2 separate regions of the Mus musculus genome follow, and region 2 is linked to region 1. A link is a contact called in public promoter capture Hi-C data. All regions are on one chromosome and are shown on one strand. Each heading gives the region's core, a stretch centred on a gene start, on an enhancer-like site or on the middle of the called end of the contact. The rest is flanking DNA. Distances are from core to core; before and after follow the strand shown. Region 1 holds the start of Ttn (titin). Region 2 has its middle 60 kb from the start of Gm13944.

The links. Promoter capture Hi-C pulls out the DNA fragments that hold promoters and counts their contacts.
Region 2: a promoter capture Hi-C map of hippocampal neurons shows a contact between it and region 1, with 3 times the contacts expected there. The contact joins the enhancer-like site here to the promoter of Ttn in region 1. A contact is called at or near these places in 15 of 39 promoter capture datasets (the 3T3-L1 cell line, 3T3-L1-derived adipocytes, cranial neural crest and 8 more), 2 of 484 Hi-C or Micro-C datasets (embryonic stem cells and palatal mesenchyme), 1 of 115 datasets of contacts at active chromatin or transcription factors (embryonic stem cells) and 1 of 9 other capture datasets (embryonic stem cells).

What each region holds. Positions count from the first base shown.
Region 1 is chr2:76,979,927-76,986,429 of GRCm38.p6, reverse strand. It overlaps Ttn (titin), which reads left to right and starts at 3,883. Exons shown (of 313, transcript NM_011652.3): 1 at 3,883-4,092; 2 at 6,235-6,338. The coding sequence starts at 6,248.
Region 2 is chr2:77,399,004-77,405,506 of GRCm38.p6, reverse strand. No RefSeq gene overlaps it. Among named protein-coding and RNA genes, the nearest start is that of Gm13944, 60 kb to the left of the region's middle. Within about 2 kb of position 3,831, at least 31 of the 459 cell types and tissues checked have an H3K27ac peak or open chromatin away from gene starts, as enhancers often do. A contact at or near this core is called in hippocampal neurons, where this site is marked.

The DNA of each region.
Region 1 (6,503 bases), core at 2,634-5,133:
CTTGATGAGACTATTCGTTAGCTCCAGTGATGTCTACTGAGTTGGTCTGTCTTCTGGCTTATGGATTACTGCATCAGGTCTCTGGAAACCTCGTTTATTTCTTCCATATGATTCTGGTTTTGCTTGGGTTCTGCTTTAATCACTTAAATGTTATATTACCTTCTGAAGTCCTTTTGGGGGGAAGGACATCCTGTGTTGCTGTGAGGTCATTTTTGAGTTGTCAAGGATTTATTAGAATATACTCTCTTCCATATTTAATCAGATGGTTAGGAACTGATCAAATCAGTGTTGGGAGGCACCGGAAATATTTGTCTTGTGTCATGCTCAACAGGAACCAAACAACTGGACACCCATCGTGTGTCAGGTTCCCACTGTCCTGGCACTGCCACGTCCTTCTGTCATTCAATCTTCCTGACAGTTCTTTGAAATAGATATTATAATCCACAACCCATAACAGGCAAATCAGAGACTCAAGTTGCCTATAGCCCACTGAGAGTCAAATCTGGGAGTCCCCCAACTCGGCTCTGCAGTTGGTGCTATTGAGAGATTGAAGAATTATACTTTCTGATTTCTTACTTTGGTGAAAGTGTCAAGTGTGTGTAAAATGACAGTTTTGGTTTTAGTGTGATAGTAGATGTGGTGCTGACCACTAGCATAGAATGAAGAGTGATAGAAATTGACTCCTTTAATCTTGCTGTTGAAGAGACAATCTTCACTTAATTTTTTTGTTTGTTTGTTTTTGTTTTGTTTTGTTTTTGTTTTTTCGAGACAGGGTTTCTCTGTATAGCCCTGGCTGTCCTGGAGCTCACTTTGTAGACCAGGCTGGCCTCGATCTCAGAAATCCGCCTGCCTCTGCCTCCCGAGTGCTGGGATTAAAGGCGTGCGCCACCACGCCCGGCTTTTCACTTAAATTTTAAGCAACAATTTCTTGCCTCTCTCCCACCCTGTGTAGCTTCTCTGACTTTGTCACCTACAGAAGGCATACATGAACTCAAGCTGCTGGACTCAGCACTTCCTTCCTTATGCACTTCCTGAACTTGCTTTGATCTACTTCCGTGTGGAAAAAGAGCTCTGAGCCCATGTTTGCACATTGGAGTTATTCGAGCATGGGAAGGATTATGCAGATGCGGTGTGAATGCATACTGCTGGACTTGCTAAATTACAGACTTCTAGGGGACAAATTTGTGTATCCTGTGAATAACTATAATACCATCACCAATAGCAATATATATTTAACACATATATATTTTAACAAAGTACAAGAGGCACTACTTTTGCTTGTTTCTCTTAGATACTTCTCTGTGTTAAGCACTAAAACTGGACCTACTTCTCAAATGCCTCTCGGGAAGCTGCAACTGTCGTAAGTGGTTCTGTGTCACACAAAGGAAGGCTGAACGCAGCCGAGGTGGTGAGTGAGTATCCATGTGAATTTTTGGATGCTCTAACCTCTATCTCAGTCACCGAATAGTAACTGCTTATCAGTTGTCTGTGAAGACCTTCTTCCATAGGAATTTAACAAAGGAGGCTGACTTCTCTGAGGGTGCGACCGACCTCTAGCACAGGGCTGGGGACAAAGTCACTGCCCAGTCCATATTTGTCCAGTAAAGAGTGACAGACTGTAAATCAGAATAATTTAAAGTGTTCAGCATTGAGCATGTGTTTAATAAATATTTAGTAAATTACATTGAATATGATGCTCAAAGGGCAAATCATACCACACATTCCAAAACTAAGCAGGCATTATATTTGAATTAGCAGCTGTTTGGGATTATCTGTGTGACTCCCCAGTCAGCATACTAAATGGAGCTCTTACAGCATCAGCAGACTCCTCTGTCTGAGAAGTGGCTCATTTCCAATAGGCTGGCTTGCTATGCTCCAACTATGCCCAACTTAATGAAAAAGCTAATGCTTACTGTGGTGCGGTACCCAGTCTGATACCGTTTATACATCAGTCGCCTCTTTTCATAGCAGTGAGTGCTGGCTGATTCCCTTTTCCTTCCTTATCCCCCCTCTCTCCTCCTTAACTCAGAGCGTTCTACAAACGTGAGCACCCAAAGGCTGGGATCTCAATAATACTGAAAAGTCTAGAAAGTTCAAGGACAGCGAACAGACAGGCAGCTCGGGAGGAGACACATAGGACTTCATGTTTGCAGTATATGGTGTATTTTCATAGCTTATCTGCTCTCTGAATTGTGTTGGGCTCAACTCAATGGAACACAAGCTCCAGGTCTCTATTCAGTTGTTAGCTAAAGTTTCCAGAGCTAAAATGGCTTCACTTGCCCCCGATAAACATGACATGACACTGACATACTCTAGATTAGAAACATGTATGCTACACACACACACACACACACACACACACACACACACACACGAGAGAGAGAGAGAGAGAGAGAGAGAGAGAGATGCACAAATGAATTTTAAATAAATAGCAAATTATTGAGCACCCCGAACAAGAAGTTCACTTATTGTCTATTATGACTGACAAGTTCCCTTAACAGGAGTCTCTGGTTGGGAGTCACTGTCAAGATACACAACATGAAACTGGCCATTTGGGAAGAAAGGGATGAAACTGAGTGATAGCAGACACCGGCTGGTGGGGGTTGGGCATGGCGGCTCCAGCCAGACAGCAGCACTTAGGTAAAGGAGATAGCTGTTTAAATAAGGACACGGTGGTGTCAGCTTCTTATCAGAGCTTCACGGAGCCAGTTGCTGGTAAATTGAAGCTGTTAAATGTTAATGAACTATCACTATATAGGTAGCCAGGAGACTGAAAAGGCTCAAAAAGTTCAAAGTCTACTGCAAGGCCAATTTATCCCACAACAGGGAACATTTTTATTACAAACATAAGGAAATTTGTTTTAAAATTTAATTTTTTAAAGTCTGTTTTATTGATAGAAGTGTCTTTCCTTTATCAATGAGTCAATTTTCTTTGCTCTGAGCAGAATTTTACAAATCCCTGGGTTGAGCCACAACAAAGGCCATTTGATATGATCTTTTGTATTTGAACTATCTCTGGCTTAAAATTAAATTCACTCCTAAAATAGTAAGTATATCATGCCCTAAACACTTCCCATTAGTGACAGCAAGCTGCAGAGATTAGAAGCACACCCTGTACTAATCTTACACCAAGTAAAAGAACCCTATGGCTGGTTTAAACTCAGACTTCACCACTCAGCAAGGCAGCCCATGGGTATTGGTAAATACTACTGGCAGGCAAAAATGAACTCTAACCAGAGCAGACATTGTCCCACACAGACTATACCGAAGCCTTAAGCAGACTTTGCCTTTGGGTGTTATTTCCTGCAAGGCTGGGGTACACATAACTCACTGACATTGGCATAGCTATTCTATAGAACAAACAGGACAAATGGATTCTCTTCAAATGCTACGTTTATCGAAACTGAGTCTTCAGAGAAGATGAAACCTATGTGTGATATAAATTACTTCATCAGCTGTCATGATTGACAGGCCCATTTGGTTGGGTTTAGAGGGTAGGGAACAGAAGTGGAGCCTGACTCACAGGGCACGGGGCTCAAGTTCAGGATTGTTTTAGATCTACAAATGTCCACAAGTTTTATCCTTTGTCACATTCTGGCCTCCGTTCCACCTGGGTAGAGTTTTCACGTTTGCAGCAACCACTCTTGTCTCTGAGTCCCAGTGAGGTCGATTTTAAAATACAATTCTATTTCCTCGGTAAAGCCTCTTCTGAAAGGCTAAATTTAGCACTGCCAATCAGAGGAACAGGTGGTCTGTGATACTCCCAAATAGGTCCTCTCCCATCATGCCTTCCTAACAGAGCCAATCACAGAGCCGGGCTGTAAGGATGTTGGGCTGTCAGCAGATCTGGGGAATATAAGGGCCGGCCAGCCCCTGGCTCTGGAGCAGTCGCGCATTCCCACCTCGCCTCGGGTGTAGGGATTGCATAGGAAACAAAACCACACAGTCAAGACTGTGTGGTTTTGTTTGGAGGGTTAGAGGCTCACCGATTCATGTCGGAGATGGTTGGAAAAACCAACTCTACGTAGGACGTCGTTTCAGAAGCAAACTTGGGCTTGGTCCCACCCTTTTTGGGCACTCCTGAGAAATCAGGTGAGTGAGAACCAGCTTGTTTGATCCCTGGAGCTCTTTCTGATTGGTTACTATTGGATGCTCTGAACAATGAATGCCTTCTGTTAAAGGTTTCATCTTGCTGACCTACAGTGTGAATCTGTGTTTTAAATTTGGTTTTGAAATGTACATTTTCCAGAGAGAAAGAAAGGGAAAGAAAAGAAAAGAAGAAAAGAAAAAAGAAAAGAATCAAGTGCTGAAGCGATAGTCAACCATTCTGATTTTTAAAATGTATGGGATGTCCTAGAACCAGGAGTCTGAAATGGGGACATGAATGTTTGCTTCCTTAGTAAACGTGTCTGCTGAGAATGTACAAGGTTATGTGACCCGTTGATAAAGCAAGGCAGACCAAGAATAGCTCAGAGAAAACCCATGTGGCATCAGCTGCACCCAATGACTTTTTAAGGGAATCCACTGCTGAGGTATCTGTTGCGGACGGTGGCAGAACACTTGTCTGCTGTCAGTCAAGCTGGACGGTTTATTTTGGGAGTGTGACATTTCAGATGCATGCCTTCAGCCTTAGGCCTCTGAGAAACAAGTGCTCACAGAAACAAATTTAGTCTTCCTAGACAATAAGAATATCAAACCCAGCTAGGCCACTTAATTCTCAACATTTTATAAGTTTGAATGAAGCTATAGAATTGCTTTCTAGAAGATTCCAGATCTCATTATGCATTTTAATTTAACCCACAATCCAATTATATGGTGTGAGATAATGTTAATGCTAAAAAGGGTAAGAAATAAAGGATTCTTAATTTCTAAATACACTTTGATTCCCTATCTTCCTGGGATTAGATTACAAATTGTAAATGCCCATTATTAGATAAATACTTAATTATACATGGTTTATCTAAGGAGATAGCTAATTTTTTTTGAAGATACACTGGCTTACAGACAGGAAAAATTAGGCATAAAATGTGTTCATCTGAAAGATAATGTGAAAGAAGCAAGAGTTTCTGAGAAATGTTTCCTGAAAACTTTTGGATAACATCTGGATTTTTATGGGGTATGAATTTTGTCTCAAAAAAAATTGAGTTATAGGACTAAGAAGAGTATTGCACTGTAACATTTAGTGAACAAAGAATGTTGTGAAAGATAAAAATGAGGCAATTGACAATTCAGAGCCTGCCCTTTAATGTCAGAACACTGGTTTGCTTCAAGGTGACTACTTAGTTATTTATGCATAAGAATTTTCTTACATAATCTCCAAAAATGGTAGATGAAATACTTTCTTTCACTTACAAAGGGAATTAACTGCAAATTTCACTCTTTTTTTTTTTTTTTGGTTATTGTTGAATATTTCACATAATAAAGCACAGATCTTTTTATTCCCCTGAATAATTCCCACAGCCTTCTGTGATTCAGTCCACACACAGCTCCATCCATGTGAAGAAATCAAGGCAGCATTTTTCTTTCAGACCTATAATAAATTTCGGCCCATTACATATTCTTCGTGAATATTACTTCAGCAGCATTAATTGTGCCATTGCATACAATACACAGGAATGTTAGGATGTGGGAAGCTCCTTATGCTGTCGGAAAGAGGGGGAAAAGCTTGCTTGATGATGAGAAAACATTTGCCAACCCTTTTCAAGTCGGCGAACCGCTTGCAAAGTTCAGGTTTTTCATTTGGGCGGTGATTTTAAGTGAGGGGACAGAGCCTTAAGCAAGGTCACCTTATGAAAAGCTGACACTGTGAGTGAGAACTGCTGGAGAGGGAACTGTTGTTTATGTCACTGTCTCTTCCATGCTGTGTTGATATAAAGGTTCATTTGTCACATCATGTCTCTGAAATCCATTGGCTGCTCCTATGTTGTAGCTTGGTTTTCCCTTTCAGTCTGGCCCAACGTGAATATTCCTTGTTGGTACAACTGAATATTCCCACTTTGACCACTAGGGGGCATTCCTTGCTCTGCTTGGCCAACTCCCCCACCTACCCCCGCCCATTTCCCTTAAATTAGCTCAAAGGTCAACTGCATAAGCACCAGGAGAAGGCTTCCTACGTGGCTCTAGGGCTACATACTAGACTAATCCGTTTGGAGAAATACATGTCTGTCTCCACCAAGAAGACGCTGAGGGGCCCTGAGCGTCAATATTCTTACTGGTTTTCCTTTTTCTTTCCAGAGTGCCTGAAAAGATGACTACTCAAGCACCGATGTTTACGCAGCCGTTACAAAGCGTTGTGGTACTGGAGGGTAGTACCGCAACCTTTGAGGCTCACGTTAGTGGTAAGCTCACATGCAGGCTTTCTCTTCTGTTCCACCTGCCTCCTCCAATACAGAAACCTTATTTTTTTGTCTTGAAACCAAGTTTAAACACTGCTTCTACTATGTAAAATTGGCACAGCACTGTGGAAAGGTCATTTTAAGGGCACACTGTTCACAGGATGCTGA
Region 2 (6,503 bases), core at 2,582-5,081, 420 kb before region 1:
TGGTAAAACCTGGTATCTGGACTAGGGAAGAGAGAAGGTGGATGGAAAGACACTTAGTTCCAAAGGCACTGAGGGTCAGGTGTTCACAGGGTGGAAAGTGGTCAAGAATGGTCGTTTCAGGTCCCAGAAAAGGCAGCAGAGTGCAGGAAGTGCTGTGAAGACAAACACATGTGAAGGTCAGAGGTTCTCAACCTGTGGGTCTTGACCCCTGTCACAGGGATTGCCTATCAGATACCCTGCATATCAGATATTTATATTACCATTCATAATAGCAAAATTACAATTATGAAGTAGCAACAAAAATAAATGTGTGTTTGGGGATCACCACAGCACAAGGAACTATAATACTAAAGGGTCTTAGCATTAGGAAGGTCGAGACCCATGGTCTAGAGTAAGAGCAAACGGAATACAACAAGCCCAAATGGTAGGGCTGGGACAGTGTGAGCTGCGTAGGTACTTACATGGAAAACAAGATGGCTCAGTGCAGGAAGAGATGGTACTACAAAGAAAAAGAATGCCCTGGGGTAGAAGCTAGAGAGGGTAATGGTTCATAGGAAGTCAAGGCTGAAAATGAGAGGCTAGACGGTGGCAGATGGCACACAGGTCACTGGAAGGAGCTGTATGCAGCAGTCAGGATTAACTGCTGCAGCCTGCAAGGATAGGGTTGAATTTGCTTTTAGGGGGAGCTTTTTGGTAAGGAAAGCAAGACAACATTTTTTTTTCAGACTAGAGGTAGTTCTAAGACGTAAGGATGGCCTGATCTAGGATCTTAGCTAAAAGAACGATAAAATGATTTGGACCGCAAAGCCCACCATTGAAAAACAATGGCACAGTGACTATACTTTGAGCATCTCAAGGATAAACCATCCGGAGCCTCAATGCCCAGAGTTCACCTCTTCTGTGTCCTAAATCACTTTCCTAATATAAAAACACACCGCAACCTCCTTGATACATCCTGCAAATGAGAATACGCCAGGCATCCACAACACTAAAATTAAACAACAAACCACTACTGAAGAAGTAATAACTAAAACCCTCGAAGTGAGGGTGAGTTTTCGTTTTGTTTTAATGTGTATTTTCCAGTTTGTTTTAACATGAAATGTGATTTGTTTTGATAGGAATTGATTTGCAGAGATGAGTTTAATCTCAGCTATCAGCCTGCTTGGAATTTTCAAAAAATGCAAAGTCTTTGTCTCGCTGTCAGCTCAGCTGAGTCAGACCCTCAGAAGGTGAACCTGACAGGGCACAAAAATAAAATAGCCCCTCTTCGGGGGAACATACCGAGTCGGTAAAGGATCCAATACCCTCCAATTACTTAGAGATGAAGAAGCCCCCCAAAGCTGACACCAAGAAGAGTTTGAACTCGAGGGCATTCTATCTGAGGGCAGAATAGGTCTTCCAGGCTAACAGGCAGGGGAAGAAAACCAACCTCCTAGGTGTGCACTGGGGGGGGGGGGGGGGGGGGGGGGTTAGATAATCTGGGTAAGTGATGGCTTGCTTTTCTTCATCAGACCGTCTAGTTCCCCCATGTGTGATCCAAAGCCACCACACTGAAGTTAACAGATACCTACTTCCAGAGTGATTTTGTGGGCCCAACCATATGACCGTAGATATTGAGGCATTCAATGATTTAAAAAAAAAAAAAACAAACTTGTTCTAGGATCAGATGTTGATTATATTACTTGGCATCACTTGGGGGAACTTTATATTTAGATAATTTTAGAAAATTAACTTCTAGAGTTTATTGTCTTCCACCAGAGGTTTGGTAATAAATGAAAATGTTCCCCTCCCCCAGTCCTCATGGATGCTGGCAGGGCCAGCTGTTAGCACAAAAAGCGGTTTGAAGGAGACCCTGAGTCAGATCATTTTTGGCAAACAGTCTTTAATAACATCAGCCATGCAGCAGGGGTATGAGAGAGGGAGGGGGTGGGTGGATGGATGGAGAGAAATGCAGAGTAATAGGTTGGCTCAGGAAAGAGTTGACACAAAATTACTCTTCAAATAGAAGCTTTCTTGGGGGGAAAGAACCTTGAGACCCTAGAGAGCCATGCTTGGACCTTGAGGATGGAAAGCATTAACAAAGGAATGGTACCTTACATTAGAGACAGCAGGATGGAGCCTTAAAGGGACAGAGAGACTTCCCTTTAAAACTCTGTTAAAAGTAAGAGACAACCTGCATGGACAGGATGACAGGGGGAGTTGGAGAATCTTCAGAGAAACCCCCAGAACAAAGGGTGCGTTGGGCAGTTACATGCCATATGACTTAGTTCAGCACAGCCTACACAACAGAGGAGTTAGATACTGAGTCAGACAAGAAATGAGAAGCTGTAAAACTCCTGGACACCTTTCTTCTCTTTCCCAGGGAGCGGTACAAGAGTTGGGGGGGGGGGGTGGGTGGCCTAATTTTTGCAGATTCTGAGATCAGTCCCAGGAGATGACCTTCATCTTAGAGGAACAGACCTACAATCTAACAATGTAGTCTAGAGCCTAGCGTGAGCCTGCAAAGGCTCACTTAGAAAGTTTCTGTGGAGGAAGGGTGAGTTTGTACAGGGCAGGGACGAAAGCTTGGTTAGTATGTGGTCCATGTTAGCTGACTGAGGAGGGGAAACAAGGCATGCATGACTTAGGTTAAATGGCAAGTGGGTGGTGTGGGCCTCGGTGTCTCCCAGACTTCTCTTCTTATGGTTTGGTTCCTTGGAAGGTCTGGGTTCTCCAACAAAAATTGATCTTCAAACATAAATGTAGCCACACAAAGATTAGGCTGTCTGACACTGTTGCTTTACTTCGATGAAGGTGTGACCTTATACATTTAATAAATAAAATGATGTTAAACAGTCAAAGATGCCTCTGAGTACCACATCACTAAACATTCTCCAGCAGGTTACCAACAATCCTTCTCTGCTCTGAGTGTGAATTTTGCCAGCTTCCGCGTGGCGATTTAATCACAGTTCCTTTCTGAGACCTCCCATCATTGTCATCAGATTCCATGTGGGGCCAAGGGGCACCTCGTTCAGAGCCCAGATACCCAGTGATGAAGATGGCAGCTGTGACTCTTAAGACAGAGAAAGGGCGGGGGCGGGGCGGGGCAGGGCGGGGCGGGGGCGGGGCAAACCACCCCTCCTTTCTTATTCCTTCTTTCACATTTTGTTCACAAGCTAAGTGACTAATATCTCGCGATCCTATCTGTCTCGGAGGGCTACATGGTGACATCGATTCCTGCACCTGGTATTTTTAAAAGCAAATCTGGAAACATCCGTCCCACGGGCCTCACTAGGAACCTATCATGAAGACTCAATGGTCACAAAGCTTGGGACCAAATTTGTCACTGAAGACAGAAGCTAAGAGGAGATGAAAGCGCCCTGTGGGTGTTTTCATCCCCTCACACCAAGAGCCAGGCCCATGTGACTGTGCCCCGCTGTGGGGGAGGGGAGCCAAGGAAGCTCTGTCTGTAAACTGAGTCCTTTTGTAGGTAGATCGGCTGTGGGGAGCTCCCCAGAGCCTGCAGCCAGCCAGGGGCTGGGGGCTGACTAGCCAGAGGCTGAGCCACTGAGACAAACATCTGCCCATGTCCCCATGTTCAGTGCTAAATGCTGATCTTTCACAATCTGCTATGCCTACTGTCTGCAGAATTTAGGTAGCATAGTGCTCATTAAAAGCAAATGCACGCAATAGTGGAGTTATTAGGCGGAGCTGGGACTTGACAATTTAGACTAAGTCAAATCCTTAAGGCAAGACCAACTCGGCATTTAGGAAGACCCGAAGCCATTTTCACCCAGCAGGGGCCGCACACTGCGTGTGCTGCAAGGTTTCTGTTGCTGGGAAGCCTGTCTTCCCACACAGCTCCCTCCCTCCCAAGGACAGTTCAGTCAATAAAGGGGACCAGTCTGGAGCAGCCGCAACTGTGTTTGGCTCTAATATAAAATCAGCGTGAAAGCTTGATCCAGTCTATGCTGGATGTAGGGCGGGTTTCCTCGCCTTCTCCTGAGAGCAGATGGAAATCCTGGCAACCCAAGGAGCCAAAGCAAGAAGGAAGCCTGTGGTTCTTCTGCCCCTACAAGTAAATGGGGAGCAGCATCCTGCTGTTCCCAAAGATGTTTGAAATGAAGTGGGGTGTTCTAGGATACACAGACAAACAGGCGACTTAATTAACCAAGCCACTTTGGAGCACGAATTCGAAAAAGACAGAACCTAGGATCGATCAATGTAAGCTATGTAAGTCCAGGGTGCCCACAGCAGACATAATACTGAGCACACACACCCCTCCCCAATTGTACTGGAAGCACACTCCCTCCCTACCCCTCCAGGGAGGTGACATCCCCAGTCAAGGGCATTCCCAGACCTCCAACCAGTAGCTACCTGTCCCCTAAAGTTTATTTTCAGAGCGCTGTGGGAATTCTGTCTCTCGATCCCAAGACCTCAATACCTCAATTTCTTTTGCCTTACACAGCTAAGTAAATTCCTGCAGACTTGAATGTGGGGATCATGAAGATGAAATGGCATGTCTTGTTTGGTTATTTTACCTGCTCCCGGGTGATGCAGATAGGCAATAAAATTAATTAAATCAACACTCTCCATTACCACTCCTACTATTTCCCCCCAGACGTTGTCATTCTCTCTAAGAAGAATCTGTTTTCCCTAAGGCTGTTTTAAAATGGTAATATAGCCTCTGCTACAAATGGGGCGGACTAGTGGGAAGATGTGTGCAAACCTGCCTTTTCTCCATTTAATTAAACTCCAGTAGCAAGGGTGTCTCTTGAAGCCATGCTCTTTCTACTGGGTTCAGATGTATTGGTGTATATTTGTTGAACCTAGGGAGGAGCAGTTGATTTGCAAGGCAGAGCAAATGGATCCCTCTCATTCACTCCTGCTCCAAAACCCAGAGGCCTAGAGATCCCTGTCCCCCTACCCAGCAAGTGAGAAGAGCTAAAGGCTGAGGCACTCACCCTGAGGAGAAAGGTAGGATAGGGGTGGAGGTAGTTCCATGAGAACCCATTAAAGTTTTAAGTTCTTACTACAGAAAAAAATATGCATAGCCATGTATGTACCACTGCATTTTCTATACATGCCAGGGAGTCACCAGAGATGCCCATCTGTAGGTCACCACCTATGGTTCAAGGAAGTACTTTTCAGAGAGTTCCTGCTGCTTGGGAACTAACTGGAAATAGCATAGCAATACTCTACCCTGTCTCACCATCTCTAGCGCAATGGCCTGAATACAACGCTGGTTGGTCCCTTGTAAGGAAGAGAGGCCGCTGTTCTCAATTCTGCTAACAACCTGAATGTCCCATGACACTTCCCAATGTCTAGCTTTCATTTCAATGGGCAAACCTTAGTTTCATACATTCCAGTCCAGGCACTTGCAGAGAGCCTGGACTTCATCTTGTCACTGGGTAGCACAAGTGCCATGGAGGTGGAACACTTAAGGAGTTCCTTCGGGAAAGCTCACCAAAAGTCTGGGAGGTGGAGGACTGGACCAGTGAAGATGTCACTCCACCTACAACTGTGAATACAAACGCTGCAGTGATCTTGTGTGATATTGTATGGTGGTTTTCTGTGTCTCAATTTTCACCCCTCTCTGGGCATAACATGATGCCATTTTGGACTTTCCCTCCAGTATCCATGGCAACCAGAGCAGAACAGCACAGTGGTAGCCAGGTCTGTGGTAATGGTATAAAGCTATTAACACTTCCAAGGAGACTCAGGAAAGCTTCACCTGAGATTCTTGCTGTTATTCCTCCAACCCTCCTCCCACTGTAGGTGATCTTGGGAGACACTAGAGTAGATAGGAAATGGAAGGTTAATTGAAAGGGTTTGATTGATGCAGCTTTCCTGAGGTCATCTTCCATGATGGAGTGGGACTTTGCATTGATACCGTTGTTTGGGTGTCTCCAATATTTCTGCATATAACCTTTCACCTGTGCTGTATAAAAAAGCCCAAGACATGCACTGGGCTCATCAAGTTGAGCTTTGATGAAGTCTCACTTTGGTTTGTCCCCTGGAAAAGTTAAAGCAATACACAGCCTTCCTTACAGGTCAATGAGGCACAGGGCTGCTTAGTCTACACCTAATAACTGTTTGCCGGTGTTGAGGTCAGACTATGTCCTGCACTAAGTCCACATTTTCTAAAACTGATTTTTGAGACTGTATGTTCCCTAGGGGACTCCATTTCGCAAGCAGTTTTGATTTCATTTTGAGGGAGAAGGATGATTGCAGCCCTTGCGTAGACCCAGAAAACCATGCCTGTGTCAGAAACCAACCATCCAGTGCAGATTGATAAATGACTTATTTCTGGGAATAGAAATGGAGACTCCCTTCTTTGTTTCATTGCAGTAAATTGAGACAGCAGGGACACATGGGCATAATAAAATTGTGTAAGGAAAGCCATACCCAAGAACTTATCAGACACATAAGACCAAGGGAAGGATGTAACTTTCTTACCTGGCCCCTATGGCATGAGGGACACCCAGTACTACCATGCTCAAGGACCTGGGACTCCCAGACTG